Linked DNA regions of Macaca mulatta: region 1 is linked to region 2. A link is a contact called in public Hi-C data. All regions are on one chromosome and are shown on one strand. Each heading gives the region's core, a stretch centred on a gene start, on an enhancer-like site or on the middle of the called end of the contact. The rest is flanking DNA. Distances are from core to core; before and after follow the strand shown.

Region 1 (7,335 bases), core at 3,239-5,738, 380 kb before region 2:
GTGGTTAGCCACCATGCAGCTGCTGGGCTGTGCCTTCGCTTTACATTTACACATTCATGATGTGGTGTTTGTGTGGCTTATTCCTCTCAGGTTCTAAGATGAAGCTGCAGCTGATATGTTTTAAAACTAAGTATCTCTATTGTGCTACACTGAAATATGACCACCAGCCTTTCTGATGTATACCATGGGGAAAGAGCTATCAGTCATTCATTTGTTCATCCAGTCAGTCAACAAACATTTAATGAGCACCTACTTACCAGACTACGTGAGCGACATCAATGTATATAAAACATGGCCCCACGCTTTAAAGGAGCAAAGTAAGAAAGGAGCCAAGATTATTAAATGAGATCAAGTTAAAGCCTAGAATTCCTCCAGGATGGTGCAAGATATACTAGCTGTGTTTTATTTTTCAAGTATTTCAGAACATATGGGAATTTCATTTTGATCATATTCAGTTATGCTCTTTGAAATCATTCAGTTGAGATTGATAATAGTGTTTAACTGGATTTCCTGCTAGTTCCCATCTTCTCTCACTTAGAGAGCTACTTTTTACTTGGGCAGTCTACTTCTAGAACAATGATTCCCAGTTCATTGATCATTTATTGTGTGACTCCAAGGTAACAAGACTCTCAAACTGGGTTCTGCATCAGCATCCCTGTGACATGGACAGTGAGATTTGGTGCCAATATTGAACGATGGTCATCTTTTCTCAATAGGCAACAAATGTTTTGATGAAATAAGTCTCAATTATATTTTCTCTTATGCATTTACAAAACTGACTGTAGGGCCAGGTGTGGTGGCTCATGCCTATAATCCCAGCACTTTGGGAGGCCGAGGCAGGCAGATCACCTGAGGCTGGGAGTTTGAGACCAGCCTGACCAACATGGAGAAAACCTGTTTCTACTAAAAATACAAAATTAGCTGGGCGTGGTGGTGAATGCCTTTAATCTCAGCTACTCGGGAGGCTGAGGCAGGAGAATTGCTTGAACCTGGGAGGCGGAGGTTGTGGTGAGCCGAGATCTCGCCATTGCACTCCAGCCTGGGCAACAAGAGTGAAACTCCATCTCAAACAAAAACAAAAACAAAAACAAACAAACAAAACACCTGATTGTAATTTTTTAAATGACTCTAATTTTCAACCCTTGGTACCTACCACCCCTATTTGTCTATAAGTGCTGGTGGGCAGTAAAATGAATAAATAACAAATAAATATTAAAGGAAGTAATTAAATATGTGATTTATTTCAAATCCTTTATGTATCATTTGAGATAAAAGCCATACTTTCACAATTAGTGAAACAATTGCTGAACAAGTATGGACACCACTATTCTAAAATGTGGCGGTCTCATCTTTCTCTTCCTCCTTTACTTTGTCACCCAGGGATGGTCACTATCATTTAGTTAACATCTACTATCAGCAAGGCACTATGCTGGTGTTTGGTGCATATTATTGCTATTTTTCTCAACAGTCCTACCAGGTAAGCATTATTTACATTCTACACACAAGAAAAGTGAGTCTCAGGGTGGTGAAGTGACTTCCAGAGTCATCTTCTAGTAGATGACAGAGCCAGAATTAAAACCCAGGTGATTCCAAAGGCCATACTCCTTCCATCACATTCGGTGGGCTCCTTAGCCACTTAGAGCCACAGAGCTATAGTGATTGTCCCTGAAGTCCTGGGGCAGAAGCACCTCCCCTTATCCTTGCTTCATTCCCAGGACATGATCTTGACTTCAGATGACCACTAAAATGGGAAAAAAACATTAACTAGTAAGTTACCAGACCCTTCTGCAGTCCAGTTTACACTCCCCCATCAATGCATCTGCTTAGCTCGGGCCTGTAGGTTTTGGCTATAATTTCTTATCCACTTGCCTAAAATATACTGAAAAATAAAACAAATGTTTCATAGACTTTTCCTACAGATATTCTTGGGTCCATATTCATGCTTCCCAGACACACTGCTACCCACTTAACAAAAGCACAGGCTCTGTCTGAAAAACATTTTGGAGGTCCCTCAATAAGTTAAACGTAGAATTACCAGATGACCCACAACTGCACTTCTTGGTATGTAACCAAATGACTTGCAAAGCAGGTGTCCAAACTATTAATCACACACACACATTCACAGCAGTATTACTCATAACAGCCAAAACATAGAAACAACCCAGGTGTCCATTAACAAGTGAGTGGATAAACAAAATATGGTACATACAGATAGTGGAATATTATTCAGTCTTAAAGAAGGCTGAAGTTCCAATGCATGCTATAACATGGATGAAGCTGGTAAACAAGATGCTACCAAAATAGGCCAGGCAAAGGACAAATATTGGATGATTCCGCTTCTATGAACTATCTAGAATAGGCAAATTCAGAGACAGAAAGTAGACTAGAGGTTACTAAGGGCTGGGGGAAAGGAAAATGAGAAGTTCTTGCTCAGTGGATATAGAGGTTCTGTTGGGCGTGATTAAAAATGTTGCAAATAGATAGTGGTGATGGTTGCACACTGCGAATGCCATTCATGCCAATGAACTATATACTTAACAATGGTTAAAATAGCACGTTTTATATTATATGTATTTTTTATCACAGTTTTTTTTCCTTAAAGCATGGGCTCTTTAGACAGACCTGGGTGTGATGGGATGAGTCCCAGCTCCACCACTCCCAACCTGTGTGGTCACAGAGCCTCGCGCAGACACACAGCTGCACACACACACCAGTCCCTTCCAGGCGTCATGCAGTTTCCTTTCCCCCGCTTTCCTTGCCTCCTTATCTCTCATCTTGCTGTACTGTACACAGTGTCTTAAGGTTCCTCAAACCTATGTTTAGCACAAGATGGAGGCACAGACAAATTAGTCACATCCCTTATGTGTGTTCTGGGAATCCTCTGCTCGTCTGTGTGGAGGGCAGGGAGTGTGCACCCTCCCACCCATCAAGGGTTCTTCATTCTTTTTCCATCTCGAGCCACCGTGAGGCTGAGTCAACCGAAATCTGCTTCCTTGAGACGCTGTGACAAGTTGGCCCCCACAGTCAGGCTCCTGCTCACAGACTCAGTTCTTCCACTCAGAAGGCTTTGAAACACAGCATTTCAAAGCTTTATTCACAAAGATGTTTAGTGGAGTATTACTTCGAATATCAAAAGATTGGAAACAACCTAAATGTCCAACATGGGAGGCTGGTCATGGAAATTATGGTAGTTACACTTGATGGAATATTCTGCAGCTATGTAAAGATGCATATGATATCTTGTTAAAAGGTGGGGCAGGGGAAACTAGCTTTTAACTGAGATTTGGTTGTAGCTATGTAAACCCTTTGCCTAATGAAAAAATAAACAGTAAATACAAAAGGCATATGTAGTAAAAATCAGTGGGACTATGGTGCTGTTTTGATTTTACTACCTTAAAAATATTTTTCTATTTTCCATTACACCAAAAAGAAATCAGAAAACAGTTTTTATTTTTTTTCAAAAACAACACGAGATCAACAGGGTTACTCAACCAGGACACAGATATATGTGGTGTTTTTCCAACCTGCTCCAACACAACCTCGTGCATTCATCCTTGAAAGCCAGGCTATCAATCTGCTTTTATCTTAACTTCTGCGTCCTCAAGGGGTTTTAGGTGGATAAATATGACTCAGCAGAATCATGGGCAAAATCATGGGCTATAAGGTGGATGATGCCAGTGTACCCACAGCTGAATCTGGAAGCTGGCCTCTTGGGATGAACTAAGCAAGTGGGACCAGAGTGAGTTGGTTGCTGCCTGTTTAAACAGTTTGCTTACTGCCCCCACCCAGCATTCGCTCCCCGCGGGCAGTAGCTCTGTTCCCTTTATCTTGGGGAAGCCCAGCTAGCAGGCTGGCCCGGAGAGGATCACACAAGCTAGCTGAATAAACAGCTCCCATAGTGCTCCACCTACACTGGCCTTTCCACGGACACTGGCACAGAAGAGGACGCATCTTCAAACGCCAATACCCATGGCTTTTGCTCTTTAACCTAACATATACCAAGGGCCTGCAGTGGGCCAGACATGGGGAGAGGCACCCTCACATGCACTGTCATGCAGCATGGGCTATGAAATAAGAAACTCTGAGCAGAAAAGGGGATGAATTGAAAGCACACAAATCTATCTGCAAAAGTTCTTTAAAACTGAGACCAGTGTGTGTGAAATGTGTTTCAAAGGGGGTGTATTAGCCTTATTCAGATTTCCTGATGATATAATTTTAAACAAAGGAGGTAAAAGATTCCTTAAAAAATTCTTTCGTTCTCTCTAGAAAGGAGGAACATTCAAGGCAAATTTTAGAACCATACTGCTATATGTATCCTCCAAAAGTTGCAATCTTCTACCATGCAGAGAAAGGACCCTTGGCCTAGCAATTAAACTCATTTGTCTTTTATCCCCTTCTTGCCAAAAAGGACCCCAGCCCTAACTAGTTAATCCCTAACACACACTGCTACTCCCAGAGTTGCCTGGCAACTGCTAGGAGGCGTGTCAGAGAGCAAGAAAGGCCTAAATAAATGAGCTGGAGCCTGGGCTGCCGCTTGACATGGATAAAGGGGGTTTCTCCAGATGGGGCTGCCTGGCTGCTTGTGGCTCTGTCATTTAAGTCGAGAAGGACAAGTTGGTTTGGCTGATATTGTTAAATATCTTGGGCTTTGCATCTGATTTTCTCCAGGTGACTGAAAAATGGGTCACATGCCTTTGTGATTTGCAGACACCTCCCCTCTATCAGGAAGCAGCAACCTCTGAAGACCAAAGATAGGACAGGATGCAATGTGTATGCACCAAACAGAGGCCGAGGGCAGTCCCCCTGCCTCAAATGCTTCCCTGTTCCCTAATTTCCTTCACCCATTCTCCCATCTATTATTCCAAAATATACTCACTGATACCTACATACAGTGCCATGACCTGTGCCTGGCACTGGAAATGCAGAGAGTTACTAACACGGAACATGTGGAAACTAGAACAAAGACAGGCGGGAGGATGTGGTGGAGGGAACCTGGGTTTGGAGGTTGTCTGCTGGCTCTGCTGCTTCCTAGGAATCACTGCAGCCTCCGCTCCATCCCCCGTGTGTAAAGGGCTAGTGAGGGGCTGGGATGGGGAATTACTGAGATCACGGATGGGAAGCAACTTGGAGTTGAACTGAGTGCTGACCCTGTGGGAGGCCACTGAGGTAAACTTGGCAGTGACTAGACACCCCTGGTATCTCAGTTTCTGACCCTGAGAGAGTCCTTTGGAATAATTCACCTGGTGTGTGAAGACACACACCACCAGGGAGCCAACACAGGCCCTCCCCGCCCTGGGCTGGGCACCCAGCCTCCCCAACAGACCTGCAGAAGGCACAGATGGGGAGGAGCAGCCTAGCTCCTGGCACAGGGCTGGGCCTCAACAAGCGGCCCCCTTCCTCCTTCCTTCTGGACCCGGTAAAGAAAACAAAGCTCAGGAGTCCCCCAGTCAGCTGCATTCTGAATTTTTTCATTAGGAAAGAGAGAGAGAGAGCGAGAGAGACCAAGGTGGTGATAAAAATCTCAAGGGAGTTCTGAGCCAGGGAAAAGGTCTTCGCATGTGACTGCAGAGGAGGAGATGCCCACCTCTGCTTCTCAGGCCAGAACTTGACCCCTCCTCACAGAGCCAGGCAGGACATGGACTGGAGCTGTCCCCCAACGGGCTCCAGGCTGGCAGGGTCCTCCTCAGACGGAGGAAGTGGGTGAGGGCCAGGGCCATGCCCATCTTCCCAGGGCCACCAGGACAGGCACTGTACTGGGCTTATTAAGCCTCACTACACTCCTGCAAGGAGGCGATTACACATCCACTTTATGGAAGGGGAACTGAGGATTGGAGAGGTGAATAACTGCTCAGGGTCCTGGGAGGCAGAAGCAGAGCAGAGAGGAGCCTGCTCAGGTCCCTCATGTTTCCTGTTTCCAACAAAACACAACACCGTGACTCTGCAGTAACCTGACAACCATGACCCCACCTCCACCTCCCCCACCTGTATGGGCAGTACCCCAGGACCCTGCATGGTGACTGCTGCTGTGGAAGCATTACGAAGCAGTGAGCACAGGCGAGCCAGAGGGGCTGGTAGCGCTGCAGCTGGGCTGCCCTGCGTGGCCCCCACATACCTGGCCTTCTACCCTGCAGGCTCCCTCTGCCCTCAGGGACCTACTGTTCCCAGGCCCTGCCCTGGCACCCACCTCGGGGGCCATTCCCTGCACACATTCCCCTGTGTCTGCTCACCAGCTTTCTCCCTCACCTTATGTGCCAAAGGCTTTAAATGGACTCACATCCGTTGACCCAGTAAATCCATGTCAAGGAATCTGCCTAAGAAAATAATTCAAACCAGGTATGAAGATATATATAAAGATGTTTAGCACAGTGTGGTTTAAAATCATGAAACATTACTGACAATCAAAAAAACCAGCATGCCAGGCATGGTGGCTCATGCCTGTAATCTCAACAGTCTGGGAGTCTGAGGCTGAGGATCACTCAAGCCCTGGAGTTGGAGACCAGCTAGGCAACATAGCAAGACCTTGTCTCTACAAAAATTAAAAATAAATTAGCTGAGTTCAGTGGCATGCACCTGTAGTCCCAGCTAGATGGGAGGCTGATGTGGGAGGATCACTTCAGCGCAGGAGGTTGAGGCTGCCATGAGCCATGATCATGCCACTCTAGCCTAGGCAACAGAGTGAGACCCTGTCTCAAAATAATAATAATAAAAAAATAGTAAAATAATTTCTTTCTTACAAGACTAGCACTAGGAAAACATGGTGGGCCTTGGTCCTGATTTCAGATCACAGGAACTCGACAGAAATCTCTGAGGAGGGCCTGGACATTTGCCTTTTTAAAAGCACCCCCCCCCACCCCTCGTTCCTCTGTGCTTCTAATCCATGGCCAGGGTTGGTAACCACAAGGGTCACCTGATAGGCTCTGCTCAGCCACTGTCAATGATGTCTAAGAAGAGATTCTATGTGGTATGAAAAATGCTTACACAAACTAAAAGGCAAAAAAAGTTATTAATAACTAGGATACTGGATTGCTTTCTCAGGCATATCTCATCTGCCTACAAGAAAGTTAAAAAACCAAAACCCCAAAATGGAAAAACAAAAGAAACGAAAAATCCTAGAACCTAGATGGGAACCTGCCACAGCTGTATCTCACCTACCTCGTGATGATAGGATTATGGGTGGTGCTTTCTCATTTCTAGTCCTGTTACTTCGAACATTTTTTTACAAAGAACAAGTGTTCTTTTTTTTTTTTTTTTTTTTTTTTTTTTTGTGACCGAGTCTTGCTCTGTCACCAGGCTGGAATAAAGTGGCACGATCTTGGCTCACTGCAACCTCTGCCT
Region 2 (7,569 bases), core at 1,157-3,656:
AAACAAAGGGAACCCCTCCCCCTTGCCCCTACCTCCAAGACTGTCCAATTCAATGGAACCTGCACACTTAGATTTCACCACAGCCAGGAGAACACCTTGAATGCCCTGCCAGGAGGGAATAGCCAGCCAGTAGTAACCAAAGCTCCGTCTTCTGCAACAACTAGAGAAGCACTTAAGTGGGTAATTTCCTGTCCATCCCCATTCTGAGCCACAGGCAGAAGTTGCATAATCAACAGTCACTATAAATCACAACTACTTTTCATAACTTCTCTCTTCATATTCTGTTTCAGTTTCACCACAAACTAACATATTTCCCAAGCCTAAGTTTTTATCACAGAGTAGTCTAGTTCCAAGATCAATAAGGCTATTCTTCATACTTAATACAAGTCCATGCCTTAGTAAATTCCCTTGTCCAAGTGCTCAGAATTAGCGATGGGTTCCACAAGACACATTTGAGAAATGTTATTTGTCCAACCTGCTACCTTGGAGAGCAACAGACATTTGACGGCTAGCCATCCGAACTTTTACTTGCTGGATTTTAATACTGGTTCTGACACTCACCGCCTCATGTCAGGCAAGTTTCTGAACTTTTCTGTAACAAGAAGGGTAAGTGTCCTCACGCATACTCTGCAACTCTAACATGGCTTCTGGAAAGTGTTTCTAAGTGCTATTGAAATCCAAGTTTACAACTCTTACTTGGAAGTAGGAGCTAAACTTGAGTGCCTCTTTAATCCCAATGGTTCACAAACGACATCTTTTTACCTCCCAAGCCTCTCAAGCTCTTGTTTGGAGCATGCTTCTAACTTTTTTCTCATTTCCACAAAAATAAAGATTTAACAGAGTGTTCATGCGACTCTTCCACTTTCACTGCCATAAGCAAACTTTTCTAGTTTCATTCAGCAGATGTCTCAAGGCTGCTGCAGCGCATCCCATACATATTTTGCAAATGGGAAGCCTAACCACACGGGGACTGCAAGGCTGGGCAAGGGTCACACTGCACGGGCATCACCTGGACATGAGATGCAATGTTTGAATAATTATTAGATTTCGCCCTTAAGGCCCTTCTCCTTTCCAACTTCCCTAGTACAATTCTCAAAATGCTGAAATAAACACATTCCACAGACTTTCCCGTAAGAGGGTTTAAAGTGTTCTAGGAAAGTTGTTTTACAGAAAAGCCTATGCTGTCAACTTTGCTTTTTAATGCCCTTAAACAATTCTATTAGTCACAGAGGAAAAAGCGAACATTTGTTAGTAATTAGAGATAAAACATCTCCAGTTCTGGGGCAAAGGAAGGGAGAGGCCACAAGAGGACCTGCCTGGGAGGGGAGATAGAGTCCAAAGCCACACACCCAAATTGGACCGCTTAAGAGTTGCACTTTCCAAAGTCAACTTCTAAGTCTACGAAGAGGGCAACAATGTTTCAGTGGATTCTGAAGTTACATGTATCAACAATTTCCCCGGAAAGCTAATCCTCCACCGGAAAGCCAAACCTCCAGGTGAATGAATGAGTGGGGGAATTCGCCAGATTGAGTTACAAAGCCTTTCCAACGATTATCAAGAGCAGGTGTTTGGTTACAACACAGAGGTATCCTCCTTCACACCCTTTGGCCCTTGCCGTGTGGAGATTTTCACAGATAAGAGGGGGGAAATAGGAGAGAGACGGGCCTTCCTCCCCGGCCATCCACACCTTAGGTCCATGAGTGTGACCCCTCCCTCTAAGAACCTCACGCGACTACTGCGGGGGCCGCAGGCCTCAAGCGGCCAGGCTGCAACCTCTCCGGACCTGCCAACTCTCAGGGGCGCCCCAAACATGCCCGTTTGGGGAGGTGCTTCCGGGGCTTTCCCACTCCCCATCCCCACAGTTGAAGGGCCATTTTCAGGGGCTCTCCGTAAACCCGGGGAGGGGGCCGCCCAGTAATCTCAGCTGTTCCGGCCCCTAGGTAAGGAGGGGACACCTGGCCCCCGGCGCCCTGCCACCCCGCGCGCACCCCGCCCCCGCGCCTCCCTGGATCGCCATGGCAACCGTCCCCCTCCCCGCGTGACGCCTGCACGCGGGGCGCCCCTCCGGTCCCGGCAACAAGTCCCCCGCGCGGCCCGCGGCCTGCAGCCCTGGCCCGGCCTCGCCGCCCCGCGCCCGGCCCGGCTCCGCCCGGCCCGGCCGCACTCACTTGATCCTGGAGCCCATGGTCCCCGGGCCTCCTCATGGGCCCGCGGGCCCCGCTCGGCGCTGCGCTGCCCGCCCGCCCGCGGCCGACCGGCCTCCCTCTGGCGCTCTCCCCGCCCCTTCCTCCCTTCCCTCAGGCTGGGGCCCGCCCGCTCGAGGCTCGCTCCCTCGCCGCCGCCGCCGCCTCCAGGGGTTAATGTACTCGCTCCAGCCCGGCGAACGCCATGGTCGCCGGCGCGCGTGCCCGGCGCGCGCCGCCCCCACCGCCTCTCACCGCCGCCCCTCCCGCCCGCGCTGCCGCCGCCGCTGCCCGCGGGGGCTGCTGGGAAGTGTAGTCCGCACGCGGGGGCGGGGCCGTGGCCGGCGGGGGCGGGGCAGGAGCGCGGTCACCCGCACGTCTCCCCGGGCGCGGGCCCCGGAGGACTGTGGCGTTCCTGCGCAGGCCCTTACACGTCTCCACCCCACTGCGTCCCGCTGGAAACCTCCACTCACAGCCGGCCTGAAGAGACCTTAATCCTCTCATGGAGACCCCTAGCCCTCCCGATGAAACCGCCACCCATCCTCCCCTTGGAGGCCTCCCACCCAACCCTTCTAACGGACAGCTAATGTCTCCCGCCTAGGCCTCCATGAAAACACGTTTTCCCTTTAACATCCCGCACTTTCCAGTAAGTTCCGTGCAGAACCTCTTCTGCATCACACCGTCCACTTCCCCATCTGAAGGCCTTTCCTCTTCCTTTCCCCTTAGAGCTTGAAGGAGACCCCACATACCTACAGGAAAGCCACTTGGGGGCTGCGTGGACCCATGTGGTGACTCAGCTCTGCCCTCCCCTTGAGGACCTCTGTCTCCCTTTATCAGCCGTTTTGGGGACTCCAACATCGAAGCCTCCTTTTACCACAAAAGTCCCTGATAGAGATTAACTCAGTGCAGATGAAAGGATTTGAGAGCCGAGATCACCAACCTGCTACCTGCCCCTGCTCCCTGCCTTGGGATTCACTTCCATGAACACCTCAATTTCATCCCCTCTAGGCCCAGAGGGATCATAAAGGAAGCAATAATGAAAGCTACCATTAGCCACCCCTTAATGAGCGGGTGAGTGCCCTTCCTGAATCAGACACAGTATTTCCGTACATCATTAGTGCCAATCCTCACAATAATCCTGTGTTCATCTCCCTAATTTACAAAGAGGAAACTGAGCCACATTCCCAAGATCACATAACTAGTAGCGAGTGAAGCCAAGATTAGTGTCCAGACTGAATAATTCCAGACATGTGACACAGTCATGCTTTAAAGTGGCACCTTCCACAAGTCCAAAGACACTTTTAATATTAGGCATTTTTTTTTCCTTTTTTCAATTTTCTGTCCTGAAGCCATTAATCGCTTCTGCCATTTCAGTTCTTATAAATGCATGGAGTGCCTCTTCACCCTACCCCCACCCCATAGCCACTGTGTAACTAGTCCTGCGTCCTAGCTCCTGGCCAGGCTAGGAGCAAAGAAAGCAGTAAGATAAGTCATAGAAGACTTCTTCTGTTTGAGTCACCTTCTGAATAAAGGTAGTTTCTCCCTTTTCCCTTTTGCCTGTACCTTGAGGTTGTTGAAGTCAAAGGGTAAACTTTTTAAAATTAAAACCAAAAAAAAAGTGAAAATGTCCAAACTGTCATTTTGAATTTAAAGTCTTATGCACCCAGACACCAATACCGACTTGTAAACACCCGCAGGAGCAAAGCTCTGCTAGACAGGCAGGAGCTCTGTGGTGTTTATTCACCTGTGAAACATCTCCAAGGAACAGTTGTTATCAAGATCTTCCCTGGAATGGGCAGCCAGTTCAAAAGCTCTGAGCAGGAGACTATAAATAAGACAAAGTTATTGGTGGAAGGCAAAGCTGGCTGCTTTTCAAAGGAGGTTGTAGCCATCTTGGCCACAAAAATGTCTGGGTGCCTGCTGGGTGGCGTGTGTGTGTGTGTGTGTGTGTGTGTGTGTGTGTGTGTTGGAGAGGGAGGTAGAAGGTGGAGATTATGTGTCTGCTCAGGTGGCCTCAGAGACAGCAGGGTGGTCTGAGGAGAGAGCACTGGACTGGGAGTGAGGAATCTTCTAATTCTGGCTTCAGCATTGACTGGTAGATTTTATGCAAATGATTAGACAAGTGTATGTTTCAGTTTCCTCCTTAGTGTAGAGGGTGATGAGAAGCTTCCATCATAAGAGCGAGTGCAACATAGGAGCAAAGAGCACAGGCTTTAGAACCAGACTGCCAGGGTTTAAATCTCAGCTCTACCTCTTACTAAATATGTGACCTTGGGTGAATTATTCCTTCTCTGTGTGTCTCAGGTTCTCCGTCTGTAAAATAGAAATGATGATAATAATAGACCTATTTTAGTGAGTTGACATGAGGATTAAATGAGTTAGTGACCTTTATAAAGTATTCAAACAGTGACTATCACATATTAAGGACTCAAAAATTATAAGCAACTATTATATATAAAACACCTAGCACAGTTTGGCTTTTATTATTAAAATTAATAAGGTAACCAGTGGCCAGGCATGGTGGCTCACACCTGTAATCCCAGCACTTTGGAAGGCCAAGGCAAGTGGATCACTTGAGGAAGGAGTTCAAGACCAGCCTGACAACCAACATGGTGAAAACCCATCTCTACTAAAAATACAAAACAATTAGCCAGGTGTGGTGGCAGGCACCTGTGGTCCCAGCTATTCAAGAGGCTGAGGCAGGAGAATCGCTTGAACCCAGGAGGCAGAAGTTGTAGTGAGCCGAGATCATGCCACTGCACTCCAGCCTGAGCAACAGCGCGAGACTATCTCAAAAGAAAAGAAAAAGGCCAGGCGTGGTGGCTCACGCCTGTAATCCCAGCACTTTGGGAGTCCGAGGTGGGTGGATCACGAGGTCAGGAGATCCAGACCATCCTGGCTAACATGATGAAACCCTCTCTCTACTAAAAAAAAAATACAAAAAATTACCCGGGCATGGTGGCAGGCGCCTGTAGTCCCAGCTACCAGGGAGGCTGAGGCAGGAGAATGGCGTGAACCCGGGAGGTGGAGCTTGCAGTGAGCTGAGATTGCGCCACTGCACTCCAGCCTGGGTGACAGAGTGAGACTCCATCTCAAAAAAAAAAAAAAAAAAGGAATAAGGTACGCCGGCTCCGTGGTTTGTTCCTGTAGTCCCAGCTACTCAGGAGGCTGAGCCCAGGAGTTTAAGACTGAGCCTAGGAGTTGGAGGCTGCGGCACACTATGGTCATGCCCGTGAATAGCCACTGCACTCCAGCCTGGGCAACATAGCGAGGCCCCATCTCTGAAATAAATAAATATATTTTGTAAAAGTGATTAACATAATAACATAATAATAAAGAGTACCGTGCTTGAATTCAGAAGACCTGAATTCTCAGCCCAACTTGTTTGTTCACATTCTGTATCAGTTAGAATTCAATTCAACTGTAAACGATAGAGAAATGAAATAAAAATTGTTGAAAAAAATAGAATTTTATTTCTCTTTCACGTAAAGTCTGGTGATTAACATTCCAGGGCTGGTGTGACAATCCTATAATTAACGGAGACCCAGAATTCTATCTTATTGCTCTCCGATTCTCCAAATAGAACTTCCACCTCATAGTCCAGGATGGCTGCTTAAACTCTTGCTATCCAATCTGCAGCCCAGCCTGCAGGAAGAAAGAAGGATCTGCCCATGTCAAACCCTGACCTTTAAGTGTACTTCCCAGGAATTACTCACACCACTTCTATTTACATCCCACTGGCCAGAAATTAGTCATGCAACCACACCTCACTAGAAAATGCAGCCTTTATTTCAGACAACCAGACAATAGTGTCCACAGCTGAAAGGTAGAGAGTAGGGAATGGCATTTCCAGGAACGTAGTGGAGGATAGATATTGCAAGACACCCAGCAGGCTCAGCCATGCTTGGCTATTTGGTTTTGAGCAAGCCACAGATTTAACCAAAATAAGAGAATCAGGCCAGGTGACCTCCTTCCAAAGTCCTTTTGGGTTCTAAAGTTCTATAATTCAGTGGCTTATCGATTTTATAATTCCTTTAAACCTAGGTGAATCTGATGTCATTCAAATGAAATGAGACCTCTGTGCCAAGTACGCCCATAATCAATTGTTGGAATGTAAACCTTCTGGTGAAAAGGAAGGATTTAGGAACTTTGCCTTCTCGACTGTTGTCAAAATAGGCTAAGCAGATCTAGCAGATAAAAGTCCAACCGTAGAGGTGATACCACCTGCATTGACACTTTGATGCTCCTCAGTTTCCAAGCTTGCTCTTGCTCTTTTATACCTGTTTGTTTTTTCTGCTTGGAATTTTAGGGAGCTGTGTTTATCAGGGGAAAAACAGCAACCCCAGGGAGCTCTATTGCCCCCCAATTATACAGTGTGAAATGGCAGAACAAACGATCTGTGTGTCAGGATTCAGTGGTCTGTTGTTCCTGATACATTAAATTGTGTACATTTAAGTGGTTTTAGCTGATGGACATTTGGATTTTCTTTTTTTTTTTTTGTTTTTTTTTTGAGTCTAGCTCTGTTACCAGGCTGGAGTGCTGTGGTGTGATCTCGGCTCACTGCAGCCTCTGCCTACTGGGTTCAAGCGATTGTCTTGCCTCAGTCTCACGAGTAGCTGGGACAACAGGCATGTGCCACCACACCCAGCTAATTTTTGCATTTTTAATAGAGACAGGGTTTCACCATGTTGGCCAGGATGGTCTCGATCTCTTGACCTTGTGATCCGCCCACCTCGGCCTCCCAAAGCGCTGGGATTACAGGCGTGAGCCACCGCGCCCAGCCTGGATTGTTTTCTTTTTTTTTTTTTTTTTTTTGAGACGGAGTCTCGCTCTGTCGCCCAGGCTGGAGTGCAGTGGCGCGATCTCGGCTCACTGCAAGCTCCGCCTCCCGGGTTCACGCCATTCTCCTGCCTCAGCCTCCCGAGTAGCTGGGACTACAGGCGCCCACAACCGCGCCCGGCTAATTTTTTGTATTTTTAGTAGAGACGGGGTTTCACCGTGGTCTCGATCTCCTGACCTTGTGATCCGCCCGCCTCGGCCTCCCAAAGTGCTGGGATTACAGGCGTGAGCCACTGCGCCCGGCCTGTTTTCTCCTTTTGGTTATTGTGACTCTGGAGCCAGATGGACCTAGGTTGCTAATTGAGTGAACTTGGAGAATGTTATTTAAATTTTCTGAGCCTTGGTTTCCTCTTCTTTAATAAGAGGATAATAATACCCACCTTACAAAGATAAAATAAAATGAAGAATGTAAGGTTCTTGCTCTATGTTTGATTTTCAATGATTGGGAATATTATTCTGCTAAATTGTCCAACTGATAAAGACAGGAACCACACCAGGTTTGTCCATACCTAGTTCTCAACATCTAGTACAGAGCCTAGCATGCAGA

Evidence for each region. Hi-C and Micro-C count contacts between places; a contact is called where the count stands out from the background.
Region 1: a contact with region 2 is called in a Hi-C map of fetal cortex germinal zone, with 2.2 times the contacts expected there. The contact joins the enhancer-like site here to the promoter of DENND1A in region 2. A contact is called at or near these places in 2 of 14 Hi-C or Micro-C datasets (fetal cortex germinal zone and liver).

The regions. Positions count from the first base shown.
Region 1 is chr15:24,235,869-24,243,203 of T2T-MMU8v2.0, reverse strand. The region is part of intron 12 of DENND1A (DENN domain containing 1A); the gene reads right to left. Among named protein-coding and RNA genes, the nearest start is that of MIR601, 150 kb to the left of the region's middle. Within about 2 kb of position 4,488, at least 10 of the 40 cell types and tissues checked have an H3K27ac peak or open chromatin away from gene starts, as enhancers often do. A contact at or near this core is called in fetal cortex germinal zone, where this site is marked.
Region 2 is chr15:23,857,341-23,864,909 of T2T-MMU8v2.0, reverse strand. DENND1A (DENN domain containing 1A) reads right to left here and starts at 2,406. Exons shown (of 21, transcript XM_077968020.1): 1 at 2,169-2,406.